2 separate regions of the Rattus norvegicus genome follow, and region 2 is linked to region 1. Evidence: chromatin contacts called from public Hi-C data. All regions are on one chromosome and are shown on one strand. The core of a region is the stretch at or near the end of the contact, and the rest is flanking DNA. Distances in the headings are between cores, read along the strand shown.

Region 1 (4,728 bases), core at 1,532-4,031:
TCAACTTAGCCACATTAAAAAAAGTGATGAAAGGCCTATATGTTTCGAAATTAAATTTTACCGTGTGACCAAAGTGAAATTATTGCCTTTTCATGTTCGTTTTGGTACTGTCTTTGAAATCTAGTTTGCACATTATGTTTAAAGAACTTACCATTCAGAGTAACCACACTTCTAGTGCTTATTGCAATCAAATGAAGCTTAGCTTGAGGGTACCATAATCGACATTGGAGGTCTGGGAATTTCAAAGACAATGCTCTCTTCCTTCTTGTCCACTGCCGAGGGGTGGGATATACACTATTGGTTAGTTTTATGTCAACTAAACACAAGCAAGAGTCATTTGGAAGAGGGATTCTCTGTTGAGAAAATGCCTCCTTCAGATTGCTGTAGGCAAGTCTGTAGTGCCATTTTGCTTTTGATTACTTGCTGTGGGTGGTCAATGGGGGGAGGTGTGGGTGTGGGGTACGCCACTTCCAGGCAGGTGGTCCCAAGACGTACAAAAGCGTTGAGCAAGCCCTGAGGAGAAGGCAAGCCACAAGCCAAGATCCTCATGGCCTCTGCTTGAGCTCCTGCCCCTTCATGATAGACTGTGATCAGGATGTGTAAACTGAAGTAAATCTTTTCCTCCCTAAGTTGCTTTTGGTCATGAGTTTTATCCCAGCAATAGAAACCCTAACTATACCCTGTACCCATAATGAATCTGCTTTTTTTTTCAACTGAGAGAGAAAGAAAGAAAGAAAGAAAGAAAGAAAAAAAAGAAAGAGGAGGAGAAGGAGAAGGAGAAGGAGGAGGAGAAGAAAAAGAAGAAGAAGAAGAAGAAGAAGAAGAAGAAGAAGAAGAAGAAGAAGAGGAAGAAGAAGAAGAAGAAGAAGAAGAAGAAGAAGAAATGTATCTGTGACAAAACTGTGTAAGAGTTTCTCTTGATAAACTGCAGGTTACTGCCCCTATTCCTGTACCTGTTCTTTGGTGTCAGGACTGGCCACAGGCGTGAGAAATTACATTTTTAAGTGGACTGACAACTTGATTCAAGGATCAATATAAAATAAATAACAAAATTCATGCATACAAAGTGATGGGTAAGGGGTGGGGCTGGGGCTGGGGCTGGAGAGATGGCTCAGCAAATAAGAGCGCTGACTGCTCTTCCAGAGGTTCTGAGTTCAATTCCCAGCAACCACATGTGTCTCCCAATCATCTGTAAAACAGAATCAGGTGCCCTCTTCTGGTGTGTCTGAAGACAGCTACATATAAATGAAATAAAAACATATATATTTTTTTAAAAAAGCGAAGGGTAAAATTTCTATCATTTTGGATAGTGCAAAATACTTGTTAGCAGATGTAAGCCAATTTCTCTCCTGAAATCCTATGACTATATTAAATGTGAATTACAAGAAGTAATTTCCCAGCAGTGTTAGCCTGGCAATTTAAACACACATACAAACACACACTCTCACACACACCACACTCATGATTACACATTCTTGCACACATGCAACAAACACATACACGTGCGCTCGAGCACACACACACACACACACACACACACACACACACACACACACAGACACAAGCACACACACAGTAGCTAAAGAACGACTTTAATTTCCAGCAAGGAAAACTTCCATGCTCAGCAGTTTTGGGACTTGGAGTTGCAACCCAGAAATCTTTTCCTGGGAATAGAATTATATTAAACACCGAAACCATCTTTTGTCTTTTTTTGTTGCTTGTTGGGTATTTCTGTGATCATAGCTCAAATTCAGTGGCCTCATCATCTTTGAAGAGGCAGGTAAGTTCTATGTTTTATGACTTGGGCTTGTTTAGGATAAGTAACTTGTATGACTGTTGTCTGTCTCAGAGGTTGTTGTAGAGGTTAAATGTGATCATGAGAGTGCTATGTCTGAAGCGGACACTGCCTAGTGACATCCTCTTGCTGCTTTCTGGAGGATGTTAAGTGAGATTTGGCTGTTCTGGTGTTTTCTGTAAGGACATGGATTACTTATCGACTTGTAATGACCGGCTTTTGGGTGAAAGCAAGAACCCAACGAGCACACATAGTCTTCTGGTTAGTAACCTAGACACAGCTTAGCTTAAGGTCTCTAGTGAGGCAGTCATGGCTTCCACTGGGGCTTCCAAAGGGCTCATTTGAAGGACTAACCGGGGAAGGGCAATTGCTCTTAATTGCTGAGTCATCACTTCAGCTCCATGATAATATGCTTTCCTTAAAAAAATAAATGTGTGTAATGCCCAAACAATGGAACATGCATAAAGTTTTAGGGGCCTTAAAACTCTCTGAAGCTCATGATCTCCTCAGTGTTCTTAGATTTCAGGACGAAATTTCTTCTCTGCCCTTCCTGTAGCTCCAGGAACCACTAGTCTGAGAATCACTCCCCAATTCGTTAGAAATGCAGACCTGTTGAGTTGGAGTGAGCTTTTTAACAGGGTCACCAAGCCTGTCAGATGGATTTTGGAATTTGAGAAGCAGTGGTCGTATTTCACTGTCAACATTTTTTTTTTAAAGTTTTCTCCTAAGAATCGGCTCTTCGAAATTCTTTCTCTCCTTGAATGCAAGTCTTAAGATTCCTGCTGGACTCTGGGGAGATGGTGACTCTTGCATCCCCTCAGGATGTAGGAAGAAAGGGAAACCGGCTGAGAATAGAGCCAGGCAGCTAAGAGTTCCCCGAAATCTAACTCCTGAGGTAGCAAGAACTGGATTCGTCGGACCTTTGTAACCCGGACCCGGGAGCAGAGCTCGGGCGGTCACATTCGGCTGGAAGCGTGCAGAACTTGGCTGAGCTCTTTGGCCTGGGAGGGCGGGGGCGTGGCTGGGCCGGCGAGAGGGCGTGGCCGGCGCCGAGAGGCGGGGTCTGACCGAGGCCGCGGGGCAGCAACGTCGCTGGGCAGCGGAGCAGCAGCCGCGCCATGTGGCTGCTGGGGCCGCTGTGCCTGCTGCTGAGCAGCACCGCGGGTGAGTGGGGGGCGCGTGACGCGCTTCACCGAGCGCCGGGCGCGGGGGCTGCCTCGATCGTCCCTGCTCCGCGCGCGGGCCTGGGCTGCGGGCGTGGGTGTGCGCGAAGGGCGGACCCCGGCGCCTGGCTGGCCCGGACCCCGCGAGGGGCCGCGGCGGGGCGCGCGCCGCGCTATTGTGTGGGCCGACGCACTGGGTGCTGTTGTCGTGTGTGCGCGGGCGGAGCTTTGTGCGGCGCCGGCTCCCCAGAGTCGGGCGGCCGCCCGGATTGGGCGTAGCTCGAGTGTGGCTCTGTGTGCTGGGAACCCAGGAGGGGAAGGAGAGGACTCTACTGTTGATTTCGGGTCTTCCCCGACTCCTTCAGCCTTTAACATGCACTTTCCTGCCTCAATTTCCCATCTGTGTTGTCCCGGCATCTGCATCCCAGTTTCCTTTCTTTTCTTCCTGGGATCTTGCCTCGGAATAGTGAGATGCAGTAAGGACTGGACATGGAAATCATTCAGTTATCCTGGGAGCAGATCTTTTACTTCTGTCGTCTGTCGAAGATGCCTTAACCTTCGGGGAGCCGGGAAAAGAGGACCGGGGTTTCCTCTAACGGCCGTTGGTCCCTGCATCTCAGTGCGCGTGCAGCCTGAGACCCGCGGGGTCCCTCCCAGACAGAGTGCTGTTCCCAGGAACTTTTCTGCTGATGTGGGCACGCTCCAAATTCCAGCTTGGAGCCCTTCCCCTCTGCCTCTGCCCGTCGGCCACAGCTGTCAGCAGCCCCTCCTCAGCTCTGTCCGCCCTTGGCTCTTGATGCTTATTTCTGGGCAGCTGATGATCACTGAACTTTCTTTACTGAAGATTTCTTGCTCTGTACCTGTATCATTCACACCCCTAATTTATGTCGGATTTCCCCCAAATACTTCCAGAAAACTTGGCTGCTGCGTTGTGTTTGTTGTGGGGAAGTCAAAACCTTTCTGAGATACCCAGTGCAGGCAATCCTCCCTTAACCCTCCCTTCCTAGAAATTGCCCGTTCTGAGCATCCTCTCAGAAGGCTAGCCAGCCGGCCCTCCCCTCACCCCCACCATCCCCACTCCTCTGAGATCCCATTTAAATGTCTTGCTCTGTTTCCAGTAAGGGGCTAGGCTCACTCCTGTGGCTGCTGTAGCTTTCTCTCTTTCTTTTTTTAAAACCAAGTCTGAGGTCTTGTGTTCTGTTTGTCTGGAGTTACAGGGTGGGTTGGGGGTGGGGTGGAGAAGGAGGGAGGGGAAAGTGAATTAGGCAACTATAAGCAGGTGCGAGTTATTTGGAGGCTGTTAGAGCAGGCTCAGTTCCAGGGCATCTCAGACATGAAGATCTGCCTGGATCCACACACTTAATTCACATAGCAATGGTCTGTACCCTGGTGACACCCCAGCTGGCGCTTCTGTGTGTTCTCTGCTTATGACCAGTGGACACTAATGATCACATCTCCTTGTTGTAGTGGTTCCTATGAGTTGAGTTTTGAGTTCACAAAAAAAATTAGATGTATTCCTTCCTGTCAGCAATGGTTATCTTATATGCCTGTGAGTGTATACCATAGAGGGCAGAGAAGCGTAACAGTCACAGTGAGGCACAGTTGGCCTCGGGGACCACCAGGGTTCCTTGTAAGCTATAGTTGGGGTAGGGGAGGGCCTGCCCATGTTCCTTGGCGGAAGCTAACTGTGGCTTTGGATTACTAAACTTGCTCTAGGACCTTTAGGTGGCTTGAAACCTTTTCTTGTTCCACTAAGTATCATTTTTAAAG
Region 2 (4,728 bases), core at 1,455-3,954, 290 kb before region 1:
GATGAGTGGCACCTCAACCCTAAGCAACTGCCAAAGGTCTAAAGAGATGGTGTTTCCCTGCCTGGGAGCCTCGGGGAAAGCAGGCGGACTTGCTGTCTTCATACTTCAAATGTAAAGAGCTAGGAGGGCAATCAGCTAACAGGACACGGGTAGGCTCTATAAACACTGTCTAAAATAATCAAATGTCACTATAAATCAAACAGCATACCACTCTGCAGGGCGTGTTTATGTGTGCTTCCTTTCTCCAGGTTACTCCTCTGCTTTTCTGCATTTTGGCTGTTAAACCTTTTATTCATACATCTCATCCAGGTAAAGAGTGTACTCAGGCCTGGGGCTAAGTCAGGTCCTGGGGCTCAAACGTAAAGTCCACTCATCGTCTGAGATATGGGATCTTAGCCTGGTTCTGCAAGCCTCCCTTTCATCAGTACCCTTAGCACGACTGTGAGAGTCTGGAATTTGGGGTGACTGGTTTTAAAGTCTGCTTTCCCAGACTAATAATCTTGCTTTCCTCACATTCATTGTGCAAAGGCCTCAACAATAATTTTCCCTTTTAAGAACTTGAGAAAAATGGTTTTATGTATCCTGTAGCAGCGAGATATTTAAACAAACAAGCTTGACAATGCTACTTGAAAAGTTTCATCTCAATTCCAGATTGTTGCTGAATACTCACTCAGTGCCAGGCTTTGGGCAAGAGAACTCCCCATGCAGTGTACCATGATGAATCACTGGGAGCTACACACTCATAGATTCTGCTAAGAGCCAAAAACACGGAGCCACCAAGCACTTCAAATTGCCCCATTGCCCTCAGGACATAACTTGGCCCAGGGTGGCATTCTGAGTTTAACTAAATCACCACTGTGAAATGTAGTTCTTTAATTAGAGGACATTCTGATTGTGCCCACAAGGTGGCGATCTTGCTTACATTTTGCCCACAATGAACCCAATACAGGAAAGAAAAAAAAAGTTAAACCAAAAGCAAAAATAAAAATCAATGAATTCGGTGCTTATTTCATGTAATATACTATATTAGCTGGTAAATGAAATAAAAATTGATAAGAGACAGCCCCTGCTCTCTAGGGAAAGACCAGGGGGAAGCTTGCACAAGGCGAGAAAAAAATACCTTTTTAATGAATTAATATATTGTACTGGATCCATATGGGAGGCACTGTAATCCTTTTATCAGATCTGAGCTATAAAAAGCCCATGGTTGGGAACACATTCAAGAAAGACCCCACACTTCACGCAGCACACAGAGCACCCGTGGGGAAGAAACCCATGAAGGTGTATGTGTTGGGTCAGGGCTGGGCCAGCTATGTTTTAGAGGGTTAATGTTTCTACTCTGTTAGAAACATTACATTGTCTACCCTATAACTCCAGGATAAATATACACAGTATGGCAGCTGAAACCTCTCATGTGTACTGAGTAGAGGGATATAAGGAGAGGAAAAGACCCACAATGTGAAAGAAGCCGATTTTAAGCTCTGGCTATAGGGCTGTGGGAGTAGCCTTTAGAGAACCTGGGAGTATGCACAGGTCCTGGGACAGTTCCCTGGCGTGCCAGATCTGGCTCTCGGGACAACTGAACCCTCACAGCCCTGAACTTATGACTAAGAATCTCTGATTTTGGATATGGGATACAAGAAAGGAAAGAAAAGAGCTAGTTTGTTTGCCAGTGACTTTTCTGGTAGATTAAACCAAGAAAGTCTGGAGGAAGATGCATCGGTTTTTATGTTGTGTTGGTTTGGTTTTTCTTCACTGTCCCCTTCCCACTTTTTCTCCTTTACACTAAACTAGTAAAAACGATTGTTGTTTATTTTCCCTTGTTTGGGTGAAAATTATAATTGGGGAAAAGGTGACTAAATGACAACTAAAAAACAAGTTGAGAATGTTGGCAATAAATGTTTATATCTGTCTTTATATCGCTATTCCTACATATTGAACATTCTTTAAAAAGGGAAAACCAAGTGGCATGAGACCAGGAGACCTGACTTGAATATCCAACTTGCACAGCATCCCTAAGAAAAGTCACAAAAGTCAACCACATGGCTCTCAAGACTGCAATGATCCATACTGGAGAGCTTGCTCTGGAGAGGGGTTGTGGGTTCAAAGTCATTGATGGTTCCTCTCCCCTCTGGAGTCACATCCTCTAGGGCTCCGGACATTCCCGAGAATTTACATAAGCCAGCGTGAATCACAGCAAGTGAAGTTGCAAAAGGACCCACCCTGACCCTTTCCTGTACTGCGGTGGAAGTCTGCCTGAAGTTTTCGGATCAGACACAGTCCAAACGAGGGTACTAGGGGATCATCCCACTCCCACAAGAGCACCGGACACGCCGCTACCGCCAAGCCCTATATTTGGTCTCTGCCCCTCCTCGGCCCCCTCCCGCTCCGACGCCCCCGCATGGACGCCGCCAGTCCGGCTTCCTCCCTGTCCCGAAGTCCGGGACAGAGAGTGGGGCCACCTTTCGCTCCTGGAAGGATCGGTTGCCGCTTTAAGGGGAAGAGGAAGGGAAGGGGCGGGGGAGTGGGGGCGGGGAGAGGAGGCAGAGGAGGGGGAGGGGGATCCCCCTTGCTCCCACGTGGTCCGGGCGCCTGTGAATCGCGCCCGCCGGAGGGTCTCACAGCGAAATACAAAAGCAGCTGGGAAGCCACGGCGAGGCGAGTTCCCAGCGCCGGGGCAGAGCGCTGGTCAGAGCCCCGCAGCGCTCCGCGGCCGCGATGGGGCTCCGGCACCCGAAGCCCGGGAGCCAGCCAGCAGCCGGGCCCGCCTCGCCGCCCGCACCCGGGCGCCCGGGCTTGGCTTGAAGCGGCGGCGGTGGCACCGGCGCGCCGGCAGGAGCATGGGGCGGAAGATGCGGGGCGCCGCCGCCGCGGGGCTCTGGCTGCTGGCTTTGGGCTCGCTGCTAACGCTGTGGGGAGGGCTCCTGCCACCACGGACCGAGCTGCCAGCCTCCCGGCCGCCGGAAGATCGACTCCCTCGGCATCCGATCCAGAGTGGCGGCCCCGCGCCCGAGCCGCGATTCCCTCTGCCCCCGCCCCTAGTGTGGGACGCCCGCGGCGGCTCCCTGAAAACTTTCCGGGCGCTGCTCACCCTGGCGGCCGGCGCGGATAACCCGCCTGGGAGGCACCCGGACGATCGCGGGCGGCACGTGCCCTCCGGGCTGTCCTGGCCAGCGGAGCACACGGCAGTGCACGGGGGCGTGTTTTGGAGCCGCGGCCTGGAGGAGCAGGTGCCCCGGGGCTTTTCCGAAGCCCAAGCAGCAGCTTGGCTGGAGGTGGCACGGGGAGCTCGGGTGGTGGCTCTGGATCGCGGGGGCTGTGGACGCAGTTCCAACCGCCTAGCCCGCTTTGCCGACGGCACCCGTGCCTGTGTACGCTACGGCATCAACCCAGAGCAGATACAGGGCGAGGCCCTGTCCTACTACCTTGCGCGCCTGCTGGGCCTCCAGCGCCACGTGCCGCCGCTGGCACTGGCTCGGGTGGAGGCTCGGGGCGCGCAGTGGGTGCAGGTGCAGGAGGAGCTGCGCACGGCGCACTGGACCGAGGGCAGCGTGGTGAGCCTGACGCGCTGGCTGCCTAACCTCACCGACGTGGTGGTGCCCGAGCCCTGGCGATCAGAGGACGGCCGTCTGCGGCCCCTGCGCGACGCCGGGGGCGAGCTGACCAACCTCAGCCAGGCGGAGCTGGTGGACCTGGTACAATGGACCGATCTGATCCTCTTCGATTACCTGACAGCCAACTTCGACCGGCTTGTAAGCAACCTCTTCAGCTTACAGTGGGACCCACGCGTTATGCACCGCGCTACAAGCAACCTGCACCGAGGACCAGGAGGGGCGTTGGTCTTTCTGGACAATGAGGCGGGCCTGGTGCACGGGTACCGGGTAGCCGGCATGTGGGACAAGTATAACGAACCGCTGCTACAGTCGGTGTGTGTATTCCGAGAGCGGACTGCTAGGCGCGTCTTGGAGCTGCACCGGGGTCAGGACGCGGCAGCCCGGCTCCTGCGCCTCTACAGTCGCCACGAACCGCGTTTCCCAGAGCTGGCGGAGCTCGCAGACCCCCACGCTCAGCTGCTACAGCGCCGCCTTGACTTCCTCGCCAAACACATTTTGCACTGTAAGGCCAAGTACGGCCGCCGACCCGGGGACTTAATAACACTCCGAGGAAGAGAGGGACTGGGTTATGAATGATGCGGGTTAGGGCTGTCTTCTCTGCCACGGGCTATGACCAACCGGCCAACGCCCACCCAGTGGTCTGAATACCAAGCTGTCTAAAAACTTGTGTGTTACCCACTTGCCCCTTTCTTTTCATGCCAGGCTGTTTCCTTTCCAAGTTCTGGAAGGGCAAACTCACCGAGGCAAGAAGTGTAACATTCCCTCCACCTAGCTTATAAAAAGGAATCTGTGCTTGTGTGGAGATTGGATCCGAAGAAACTGGCTGCTGGGGTTTGGCCCCTGAATGGCAGTCTCTTTGGGAGATGCAGTCCATTCTTGCCCCCCCCCCTCCCCAAAAAAGGAAAACTTCCGTTTGAGCTAATTCCTCTATTTCCTACTAAACACAGCGCCGGTGGCCCCAGAGCAGGCTGTGACAAGGGCTGGTGGAGCCCCCTTCCTGTGTTCTCTCTTTGTTCCAGCGCACGATGGTGAGATAACTGTTCCAAGCTGAGGGACAGCTCTGGATAGGACAAAGAGAGCAAGACTTCCCCGCCCCTGGGAGCCCTACAGACCC

The links. Hi-C and Micro-C count contacts between places; a contact is called where the count stands out from the background.
Region 2: a Hi-C map of prefrontal cortex shows a contact between it and region 1, with 5 times the contacts expected there. The contact joins the promoter of Fjx1 here to the promoter of Ldlrad3 in region 1. A contact is called at or near these places in 4 of 12 Hi-C or Micro-C datasets (Schwann cells, frontal cortex, mammary epithelial cells and 1 more) and 1 of 1 datasets of contacts at active chromatin or transcription factors (oligodendrocytes).

The regions. Positions count from the first base shown.
Region 1 is chr3:108,934,383-108,939,110 of GRCr8, reverse strand. Ldlrad3 (low density lipoprotein receptor class A domain containing 3) reads left to right here and starts at 2,781. Exons shown (of 6, transcript NM_001401870.1): 1 at 2,781-2,959. The coding sequence starts at 2,914.
Region 2 is chr3:109,229,300-109,234,027 of GRCr8, reverse strand. Fjx1 (four-jointed box kinase 1) reads left to right here and starts at 2,704. Exons shown (of 1, transcript NM_001108955.1): 1 at 2,704-4,728. The coding sequence starts at 2,841. The coding sequence ends at 4,190.